Linked DNA regions of Hordeum vulgare: region 2 is linked to region 1. Evidence: chromatin contacts called from public Hi-C data. All regions are on one chromosome and are shown on one strand. Each heading gives the region's core, a stretch centred on a gene start, on an enhancer-like site or on the middle of the called end of the contact. The rest is flanking DNA. Distances are from core to core; before and after follow the strand shown.

What was found. A called contact is a pair of places that touch in the nucleus more often than the background predicts.
Region 2: a contact with region 1 is called in a Hi-C map of seedling, with 2.8 times the contacts expected there. The contact joins the enhancer-like site here to the promoter of LOC123425033 in region 1. A contact is called at or near these places in 1 of 6 Hi-C or Micro-C datasets (seedling) and 1 of 1 datasets of contacts at active chromatin or transcription factors (embryo).

Annotation. Positions count from the first base shown.
Region 1 is chr2H:66,327,295-66,333,478 of MorexV3_pseudomolecules_assembly, forward strand. It overlaps LOC123425033 (bZIP transcription factor 60-like), which reads right to left and starts at 1,723. Exons shown (of 2, transcript XM_045108705.1): 1 at 279-1,723. The coding sequence starts at 1,587. It overlaps LOC123425034 (ATP synthase mitochondrial F1 complex assembly factor 2), which reads left to right and starts at 1,954. Exons shown (of 4, transcript XM_045108706.1): 1 at 1,954-2,338; 2 at 3,684-3,858; 3 at 4,019-4,296; 4 at 4,394-4,711. The coding sequence starts at 1,964. The coding sequence ends at 4,501.
Region 2 is chr2H:66,655,103-66,660,884 of MorexV3_pseudomolecules_assembly, forward strand. No RefSeq gene overlaps it. Among protein-coding and RNA genes, the nearest start is that of LOC123429586, 73 kb to the left of the region's middle. Within about 2 kb of position 1,584, at least 3 of the 3 cell types and tissues checked have open chromatin away from gene starts, as enhancers often do. A contact at or near this core is called in seedling, where this site is marked.

The DNA.
Region 1 (6,184 bases), core at 473-2,972:
GCTGTGCATACTTCACATGGTAGCCATTTTCAAGTTGTCTACTGATCCGAACAGAGGCATCCACTAGATAATATTTCCCGAAAACTGACACCCTTATGTCGGCTAAGTAACTTGCAAACATCAAACATTATCTATTAGGAAGTTGCATCAGCTAGTGACTGTTATATTCGTATCAAGGTCACAGTATGATAACAAGTATAAAACCGACGTGGCACACGCACATAAGGAATTCATTTCTCAAATCTAAAGCAGTATGTAACTTCTTGTAGCATCCTTACCTGACATTGCTTCACTAAACCATTGTGGCAGTAATTCATCATCCTCTCTGTATATGCTTCCATCTCCAGCAGGTAAAGCCATCAGTTTATTTTTTATTGCTTTAGCAGATTCCATGACTTCTCCAGAATTCAACTGAGCCACATGGCCAGGAATTGCCAGACTAGTGTCTTCTTGTCCTTGGTTACATGAACTCTTCCCATCAGAGTGACACATGCGTGAAGAAGCTTTCTCACTCGCAACAACAGACTGGATAACCAGATTTCCATTGATCTTCACATGCTTCCCATTCCTCGGAATATACAACAACACCGGAAGCGTCTGACTTGAATTATGTGGCAACTCCGAATCAACACCTTCCGAGACACTATCTCGAGGCCCATCAACAGCCAGAACCCTCCCATGACGTGATTGTGATGGACCAAGCACAATTCCTTCTCGAGAATCAACTGCACCATACATCCGATTTACCGCAGGAACCAAACACCCACAGAGCATCATCAGGAACAGCAACCCAAGAAGACTGACACTGGCAACCTTCTTGGTCTTCCTAGACTTCTTGGCCGGTGGCTCTGCGGCAGCCGACGCAGGCTGCTTGGTTTTCAGCCGAGGTATCGGCATGAGCGGCACTTGGGAGCCGCGCGCTCCCATCGCATAAGCCGGGTGCATCCATGGCGGCGGCAAAGGGTACAATCCCGGGTACATGGGCAACGGCGGCGGGACGCCTGCGCCACCGGCACCGGCCAGTTGCTGCTTGAGAGCGGCGTTCTCGGCGGTGACGCAGGAGATCCTGGTGGAGAGGTCGGCGATGGTGGCCTGCATGGCCTTGACCTTGCCCTCCAGCTCCTCCACGTACTGCTTCTTCCTCTGCCGCGACAGGTGCGCGCTCTCCCGGTTCCGCACCAGCCGCGCACGCCGCTTGACGTCCTCACCCTCAACTCCATCCCTAGCCTTGCCGTCGCTCCCAGCGCTCGCGCTCCTCGAAGACGTCTCCGAGGACTCGTCGTTCTTCAGGCCGCCGTCCGCTCCGCCACCGGAGCCGGAGGAGGAGTCCCCGCCCCCGCCCCCGCCCGGCGACCCGGCCGAGGACGATGACGTGGCGAGCGGCGGCGGGGACGAGGGGAGCTGCACGTCGTCGGTGGGGAGGAGGTCGAGGTCGAGGTCGAAGTCGAAGTCTATGTCCAGATCGTCGAGGTTGAAGCCATCCAGCCCGAAGGCGTCGTCCCCGACCCCGCCGGGGCCGTGCGGGAACTCCGGCAGGTCGTCGGGGAAGGGTAGGTCCGCGAAGGGGGATGCCTCCGCGATGGCCATGGCGCGAGGTCCGGTCACGGCGAGCGCATGCGCCGTCTGTCGGGGTTCGAGATCTCACGCGGCGCCGGTCGCCGTAGCGTGCAGGGTTTGCGATGTGGGGTGGATGGAAAGGCAGGACTAAAGTTGGGGGATTCGGTCCGAGTCGCTGGTCGCCTCTTTGGCGCCGTGGAGACGAACCGGGCCCGCGTGGGGGCGGTGACCGGTGAGGGCAAGGTCAGATGCGTCTGGAACGTTCTCCGGGCCTCCGCGATGGGCCTTACTGGGCCGGAGGTAGCCTGTTGGGCTTACACCATGACATGGGCTGGGTTCGTGATACTTTTGTACTCAGTACATTTGGGAGAGAGAGGCCCAGGTGAAGCGGCGACCAGGCAGAGGAATGGCGACGACACTGGCGGGCCGCCGCCTGCTCCTGCTGCGGCGATGCGCGGGCGGCCGGCGGCTTTTTGGGACGGCGGCGGAGGCGTCACCGGGGCCGGGCGGGGAGGAGGCGGGGGGCGAGGCGATCTACGTGAGGAAGCCGTCCTCCTCCGCGACGCGGGACGAGACCTCGGTGGCGATGCCCATGTCGTTCATGACGGGGTCCGTGGTGGGGAAGCGGTTCTACCGCGACGCCACCGTGCGCCGCGCCGACGACGGCAACGGGTGGACGGTCATGCTCGACTACCGCACCCTCAAGACGCCCGCAAAGCGCCCGCTCAAGCTGCACTCGCGCAAGCTCGCCATGGCCGTCGCCGCCGAGTGGGAGTACCAGGTTCTTAACCCCCACTGCCTCTCCTCCTCTACTCTCCTCATTGTTCTGTTGTTTGGCTGATCTCGGCTGTGATACTGTACTTCAGTTTGAGATCATTAGGGTAGGGTTCTGTGTTATGGTTTGTATGGATGCCTCATCTCTGCTCACAGCGTACTGTTGCAATTAGCAAAATGGCTCGAATGAAATGGTATGGTTAGCGGTTAGTTTGACCCCGGTCTCGCCGATTTAACTGGCACGGAGCAATAGTGAATTATGTGAGGATTTAGTGAGCATTTCATTCTATTTTACATTTCAAATCTTTTGGATCTAGGTTTTCATCATACTAGTTAGTGCACAGATGACTTGAACCTCACGACTGAATTGCTTTTAACATTCTCGTTTCTTCGCCCTTTATCGTTTCATGAGAAGTTCTAAATGACCTGAATTGTTGTTTGCCCATAAGTTTAAGGAAACGAATAAACAATACCCATACTGCAGTCCATCAGCATAGATCTGTTCCGTTTATGCATAAAAGGTAGTTCGTTGCCTTATGTGTAGAATAGCGCTTTGGAGTTGAATTTGCACCTCTGATCTCTAGAGAGGCAACATAGATTGAAAATGAAACTAAAGCAAAACCCAATATGGTGGATGAAATCGCACAATATCAGTCGCTGTGCTATAGTCTGCTGGTGTAGGTTCATTGCATTTATGCAGAATGCACAGTCCATTGCCTTCTGGGGACTATAGGGCATGTATTAGAGTTGAATTTTCGCTTCTGATCTGTACAAAGGCAAGAGAGCTTGAAAATGAACACTACCACCGTCAGTACCTACAATAAAATTAAAGCAAGACTCGATAGCTGATGTACTCTCAGTGTGTCATATCTTATACATACCCATAAATTGTATTAATACTTAATGAAAACGGGGGCCATGTCGCCCCTCTCATCGAAATAAATAAATTGTATTCATATGCTGCAGTAGCTGAACGTAAGGATACTAGATAGTACTCCCTCCGTCCCAAAATAAGTGTCTCAACTTTGTATTAGCTCTAGTACAAATTTATACTAAGTTTGAGACAGTTATTTTGGGACAGAGGGAGTACTCACTTAGTTGTGCAAATTTATGTTTTTGGATGGCTGAGTTGCTGCTTTCAAATGTTCCCCGCTGTATGACTTATAATTTACAAGTTGTCAACGTTGTTACAAGTTAAAACAACTTGCCTTTACTGGATCTGCCACCATAGAGGAATGCAGGATTATATCTGAATTAACTTCTTGCAAAAAGAAATAAAATGTATTCCTATACTTCATTCCCTAGCTTCTTGATCAATGGGCGCTGGTACTGAAAGTTCCTTATTGTCATAGGAACAAGATGGAATCAGGCCTTTTACTATGCCTCTTATGAAGCTTGCTTGTACTGCACTGGAGAGAGTTCCGTTGACACGGACGAAAATAATTGCCAATTTGATGCAAAAATTCCATCAAGATTTGGTATTTTGCCGCTCACCTGCCGATGATGAACTTACCAAAGGAGTCTATGGTAATTTGCCAAATTTTGTTGTCATAAGTTGGCGCAGTTATTGTGCTTCAACATGAATGAACTGGTTTCAGGCTACTTAGATCCATATAATTAAATTGCTGATGCTGTCTGTCATTTGTTCCTCAATACAATTTTCATGCTTCCTTATTTTTGTGTGCAGAAAAACAGAAGGAGAAAATTGACCCAATACTGGACTGGGTCAACACTGAGTTTGGGTTCAAGCCTGTTGTGTACACAAGTTTTTTAGGAGGGAAGCAGGATGAGCGGCTAGCTAAGGCTGTAGAAACCGTTCTGAAGGAGGCAAATGATTGTGAACTAGCATCTATTGATGCTATGGCTGCAGCAGCCCATTCCTTGGTAATCCCTCTCGCAATCTTCAGAGGAAGGCTGGGAATTGATGAGTCAATTGAGCTGATCAGACTTGAAGAAGATCACCAGGTGTGATATTGCAACCATTTCATTTCTTTACTTTGACCCCTTGTTTTTTTCTCTCCTTTTTTTCTGTCTTATGGTCTTTATTCTTCCATAACCCCAGGTCGATCGATGGGGCCTGGTTGAAGGAGGCCATGATGTTGATATTGCTGATCTTAAAGTCCAGATGTCATCGGCTGTTGTGTTCCTTCAACTTTCATGGCTGAAGTAAAACATTTCTTATCGATAATCTATGGAATGGTTTCTCCCTTTTTGTTGCTTGTTTCTTGAGATTGTATATCATGAAGAGCTGTGGAATAATAATTAGCCGTAGATGGTTATAAAAAAAACAAAGTAATGTTACTCAACCGCTGCTAGCGTTGAACTTTTGCTTAAATGGAGCTCAGTATATTATGTTAGTAAGGATGTATGAAAACCCAAATCCTTCTGTATTACTGCGATCTCTGGTTGTGTCGGTGAAAGTGCTATCAATGGCATACATTATTATTTTTTTGGGTGTGATGAAGAGTGCAGTAGGAGAAATTTTTTGGGAAATAAATTTTGCAATCGGCGGAAGTGATGCTATCTGTCTATTCTTGCATTGCGCAACAGCACTAACTTTTTGTGCCCATGCTGTACCAAATAACTGCCAATTTATGAATGTAAAACACCATAGCACATTCCATCTTCCAGTTTATTACTCACTCCGTCCCAAAATTCTTGTCTTTGATTTGTTTAGATATGAATTTATCTAGTCATGTGTTAGTATTTAGATACATTCAATTTTTAGACAAACGGAAGACAAGAATTTTAGTACGGAGGGAGTATATAAGATGTAATAGTAGTAATAAATGGTTGATGTGAACTGAAAACTGAAATGCGTGTGAAGTCTGATAACCCCATGCTGCGGCTGGTGTGCCATAGCTTTCAGCTTGTCCGGAAGGTGTGTACTGTGTACACAATAGTTGAAAAAAAAAAAAACGCCGGTAGCCGGTGCAACAGCCGCCCCTGATGCACGCGGCTGGCTGGTTATTCGGAGGCAGCAACGACTTTACACAATAGTTGAATAACCCCAGGTCGATCGATGGGGCCTGGTTGAAGGAGGCCGTGATGCTGATATTGCCGATCTTAAAGTCCAGATTTCATCGGCTGTTGTGTTTCTTCAACTTTCATGTCTGAAGTAGAACATTTCGGTCGATAATCTACGGAATGGTTTCCCCCTTTTTGTTGTTTGTTCTTTGAGCTTGTAATCACGAAGAGTTGTACTATCTTCGTTCCGGTGTATAAGTCATTCGTATAGTTTTAGGTAGTCGATTTAATGAATTAAATATATGTTATTTTTTTCGAAAAGAAGGCTTAGCCCCGGCCTCTGCATCAATTGATGCATGCAGTCATATATTAATCCAAATCAATTCTTCACATAGTACAAATACGATAAAAGCAACAAAGTACGAAAATAAAAGATACAAGGCGAACTTCGCGTCCAAGCCGGAGATGACTAAAAGATCTAGATGCTTAAACACCTACCCTATTAATATGCCGTCATCCAAACCGGTTAAAGATACCCTGTGCTATCATCTCTCAACGGACACACCAGTAACCATAGCCTCCCTGGCTGCCACAGGAGTGAGTAACGACCATGTGTGGATCAGTGCGGTAGTTTTAAAGATAACCTACAAAGAGTGAATATCACGTAGTCTGTTAAAAACCAAATCATTTCTGCAATTCCATATAACCCATAAAAGAGCACATGCTCCGACACGAATATGTTTGGCCAAATGAACCTCAACTCCCTGTAACCACGTTTCAAATAACGAGTTCAAATTATCAGGGGGGATATTAAAAGCAATGTGAATCGAGCGCCAAACTAGTTTAGCCATAGGACAGTCAAGAAAGGGGTGTTGAATACTCTCTA
Region 2 (5,782 bases), core at 334-2,833, 330 kb after region 1:
TCTCGTAAAGTGCGACCAGCAGCCACGGGGAACGCATCTATGCGGATACTATGTTTGTGAGACCATTCGCACGTTTACCTCTGAGCACAAGGATCACAGATTCGACGTAAGCAATGAACATTCGCACCTCTATTTTTACCCGTCATTCTTTGTTATCATGATTGATATTCATATTCATCTCCTCTTCTTATATAGTACACGGCCATGAGGACGAAGGTCCTACCAGAGCAACGCGTGATTGCTGTTGCAGAGGAGCTTGCGACCTTTCTGAGGACGGAAGCTATAGATGACAAAGGACGATTTAGTGTAGCTAGGGGCCATTACTGATGTTCGTCCATGTAATCGAATAGACGGGCTCTAGTCCCGATAATTCAGATCTCCATATAATTGTATATATATGCTCGCTTGTAAGATAAGTTAATATTATATATATGCATAATTATTTCTATTTAAATTATATGAAAACTAATTCCCGAACACCAAACCAGGCATCACGTTAATCTCCCGAACACCTAAACCCTAAAACCCTAAAACCCAAAAATAATTTCATTCAAAAAAAACCCAAAAATAAATAAAATCTAAAACTCTTTAGTCTCGGTCCGTGTAACCAACCGGGACTAAAGGGCCTGCCCCTGGGGCGCTACGAGGCGCCCACGTGGAGCACCTTTAGTCCGGGCTTGGAACAGGACCGGGACTAAAGGTTAGGCCTTTAGTCCCGCCCCTTTAGTCCCGGTTGGTGAACCGGGACTAAAGCCCCTTACAGACTGGGGGTAAAGGCCCCGTCCCCACTAGTGCACCCTATCCAAAACGGTGGTGGTAAGGGCATGGTGATGCTTTCATGGGTGTCGGTTGCGAGTCCATATTCGTGAGTCCAGGCGTCCAACAAACTGATTTTCGAAGGATAAACCTGGATCGAGGATTAACAGGTCCATCCGTTATTAATGAGTTTGCTATGTGGAGAAGATGAAGAAGACCGTGCAAAATCAATCGACGCACTGGGAATGGGGGAGTAATTGGGGAGACGACAGAATGTGGCGCCACCTGGAGATCAGATTTTCCTTTGCAGAAAACAATGGCGCTAAGGGCATCTCCAACAGTTTGTTGGTTAGCTTGTTGGTAAAATATGTCATGTCATCAGCCAACACCTTAACATACAACTACTCCAATGGATTGTATCTAGTTTGCCTAATAAGATGTAAGGTAATAAATAAGGTGCTCTCTCATTCTATATTGGAGCTTGTGCAAGGGTGTTGGTTAATTTACATACAACCTTGTTCTCTTTCTTTATTTATGACATGACACATCATAAAAAATCCTATCTGTCAAAATTACCAACAATTATCTTACAACCATTGAAGATGCCCTAAGTGGGCTTTTCTGACATATATAGTAGATGTACCAATATGGAGGCCACACATGAAGGAAAAAGGAGTCAACTATCTAGCCCACAACCTGGGTGCACCAGCCCAAGTCAGAAATTGAAGCGTATTTTTTTGGACTGAATCGAAGCATACTTGCACAGCCCAACTCAGAGGCAGGTAGCAAGCGGGGCGACTGGAAAGAACGAATCGGTATGTTCCACTAAGCGGTGGCAGCTCTTAGTAATTTCTTTGAACTTTGATCAACGGCTCCAGACTCTTGATCTGTACGGCATCAATGGTTGTAACAATTGGAGTGATGTGGCCTCCTGAGAAGGCAGGAAAATTATCTAGTGGGGTGTTCCTATTTAGATATAGAAGATGTATTTTTAGTCCATAATATTGTTGTGGCAAAAAAGTTGATGACAAAAAACAAGTATTGTGTAAAAAATGCACTATGACCACACCCTACCGCTCACGGCCGTGACGGTAGGATATCACAGCCTACCGCCGCAGGTCGTGACGGTAGGATGCGCAACCGTACCGAGAACTTATGTGATTCCAGAGGGGTCAGTGCGCAGAACTGTGAATGCACAGACCTACCACCGTAACTCATGGCGGTAGGTTACAACACTGTACCATCGCAGGTCATGGCGATAGGTTAGTGCCACGTCAGCACCAGGACCGTTAAGTAAACGGCTATTGTCGTTAGCCTACCATCGGAGGCACTGAAGGTAGGCTACACAACCCTACCGTCGAGCCCCCTCGCAGTAGAAAAAGGATTAGATTTTTTTTCCGAATCGGGGTTAGATCTCAAGAAACTTTTTTAAAAGGGTCAAAACATAAAATTTGGCCCCACATACACCTGATTTGCAATTGCACGCAATGACGATTCAGTCTAGAGAAAAGTCCAATGCAAGAGGAAAAGCTTCACAGCAGGATAGAAACACCCATCAGATGGGGAGCTCACACATAACACCCTAGCCTAGCCAAACAAAAAGGCGACGGGGACATGTTGCTCAGGTTGCTCCCTTTTGGGGAACCCTATTCAGCTTCCTCCGTGTCGTGGAAACGAACTAGAACTCGCACATCGTTGCTTTTGGACCGACCCATCAGCATGAATCACTAGCTCGCTTACTACCGGTCGCTTGACTTGCTTGCTCACTCGGGGAAGTATGGTAAACCTGTTGATCAACTACCCATTGATTTTTCTAGAATAAAAAACATCTAAGAAACTTTAAATTGGAAATGTTCACCTTTTTCTAAATAAACGGGACATAAGAAAACTCGCGGTTTTTAGAAAAAGATAGTGAATTTTAAAAAGTTTCATGAAGTTTGAAAATGTTGGTGAATTTTCAACATGTTCATTGCTTTGAAGAAAAATTGCAAATTAAAAAAATATGAGAATTTTATAACAAATGTTGGGATGGAAAAAAGTTTGCAAGTTGAAAAAAGTTATAATTTTGAAAGTTATTCATGAATTTGAAAAACAAATCATGAGTAGGAAAATTATTATTAATTTTAAAATATAAACATATTTAAACAAATATCTGGAAATCACACAAACCGAATGGAAGCTTTTAGAACCTTCCCAAAATCAGTTGGTGTGAAAGGCCGTTCATGTAAAGATTAACGTATAGCGTTACATTTGCCGATCCATTGCAGTATGAGGGGTGTGCGCCATTTGCAATTAATTCTATGAGTGGTGCAGAGGGCATCAAATAGGGATTCAGGTTGCTTCGCTCCATCAATGGGTGAACTTTCAACCGTTTAACGGGCCAGTGGTTGACTAATCAACCATTGACCATTTGACTTTCGTAAAAAATAGATCTTATTCATAATAATAAAACACAAATAGGAAACATCGGGATTTGATTTTTTTTTTCAAAAATTTGCAAATTTTTTACAAAATATGAATAAGTTCAATTTTTGGGAACAAAATAATTTATTTGAAAAGAAATATCACGGGCTTGCAAAAAGTTCGTCTATTTTTAGGAATTTGAGAAAGTTTGTTAATTTGAATAAAAATGTGGATTTAAATATAATCATGCATTTAAAAAAACATGGATTTGTGAAAAGTTCACGGGTCTTGTAAACAGCTTCCCGAGTGTGAAGAAGTTCACCAACTCATTCTTTTGCAAACTCAAAAATTTTTCATGAATTCACAAAAAGATTGCGAATTTTAAAAAGTTCCTCAAATTTTCAAAACTTCATATATTTTATAAATTTTACAAATTTAAAAATTCAAGAATGGAAATATTTTGTTGGTTTGATAAAATTTAATGCAGTTGGGAAAAAACAATTCATGAAACAAAAAAACAAAAACAAGAAAAAAAAGAAAAAGAAAAAAAGAAAAAGAAAAAAATGAAAAACAAACAGAAAAAATCACATGCTTCTAGAAGCTCTTGAAACCGACTAGAAACTTCTATAGGATTCACAAAACGCTTGGGAAGCATTCCTAAAAACAAAGCAGTGACTCTCTATATAAGCCTGCCCATTATGTACGACTAGCGTGCGCTGTTTTGCGAATGGAACTTAAACCATCGCTTGAAACGCCAAATGACGTTTGGAGAGCACATGATTGATCGGTAAGTTAGAGAGATAAAGGAAACGCCTAAAAGGACCTTGAGGAAGTTATGCAAGAACCTATGCGTGATGCGACATAAATTATGAAAAAAGAATTGGCCAAGCTTGTTGGATAACTTTTGGAATTAGAAGATAGCTAAGGTGCCCACACATGTCACCACTGATATGAATTATATGTTGTTATCTCGTTGCTCCTCGAAGGATGTGAAAATTAGTCATTAATAGTATTAAGGATCTCAAGGAACCGGGGCTAGATGGACTATATGCGAGTTGGTATTAACTAGGTTATGCATTGTGTTAGCTTGGTTCACTAGTAGAAAACTGAGCTATAGTCCCGGTTGGTAAGGGGCTTTAGTTCCGGATCATCTATCGGGACTAATAACTTGGGATTAAAGCCACCCTTCCTTTTGTCCCACTTTGTCATAACCCGGGACTAATTCCTTTCTACGTAGTTAGTAGCGTGCGTCGGGGGGCGAGGACCTTTAGTCCCGGTTGCTAAGAGCAACCGGGATTGAGGCTTTGGGGGTTTTGAGTTTTATTGCTTATTTTTTGCCTTTTCATTTTCTATTTTCCATTTAATTCTTTTTCATTTAGAACATACATTACACTACTACATACCGTACACGTTATGCATATATCATAAGATTTCTTGTAGGACCAATCACATATCATAGAATTTCTCATACACCCATGCATATATACACACATATATGCAATTTGGTATATACAATTTCTCCTACAACTTGAAGATCAATTACATGCGTGCATTAATTGGTATAGTGGTATTCTCCTTTCGAATCTATGACCTGATCAAGCAAAAATCCCGAAATTTGCTCTTGTATGTCTCGTATGAGTTCCTTTGATAGGAGATTCTGTCGCATCTCCTACATCTTTAAGGAAGATGATCAATATGAATATATTAGTTGTATGTGTATATACTAGACCATGATAAAAAATTGTGAATAGTATTTACATACCCAAAGAGTATATGCATCTTTGCTCCGTTCGGTCATAAAGCGAATGTTCACGCAAACATAGTATGCACATAGATTATTCCACTGTGCCTGCCGCATGCACCACTTTACGAAAATAGAATTCAGTGAGATGATAATCAAGCATTATAACGGTATTAAAACTAGAACTAAAGAGATGCGCGGACGTAGCTAGCTAATACTACTTAAATACCTTTGGCCAGGACCATGTCAGCTTTGGTTGCCATTCACCGCAAAACTTCTTGATGAACCGTGTCCAAACCCTGCCCGACAAAAAAAAGAATAAAGGAGTAATTGATTACTTGATATCAAGAAATGAACTAAAGAGGCCGACCTAGTGCAATAATGATTGAAATTACCTATCGATCATCAACCTCAGGTCCATGTACTCTTTAGGTTCTTTTCTTAGTGAGTGTGGTACTTGAAATTTTCCCTCATCAACCATAATGATTAGCAGGATCCAGTGGAATCTGCGTTGTATAAGCGGGCATGCATTCATAACTCATCAAGTTCTATATGTACACTTAACATCGAGTAAGCAAACTAGAACTCATAGTACGAGAAAGTAACACTCACGTGAAGTTGTAAGGAAATAATATTTTTGATTGGGTATTTAGTATCTCCAAAAACTGGAACAAGTTCTCCTCTGTTTCATCTTTGTGCTTTATTAGCGTTTGATCACAAATGGTATTTGGGCCAATGAAGCCAATGCCAAAGACTCAATCTCTTTTCATTTCAAACATCTTCATTATGCATAACACCACACAATAGAATATAGTGAGGATAATTAGAGGCAAATGAACGAGATGATGAGCTACAGACTTAAATTACACAAAGAAATCACTT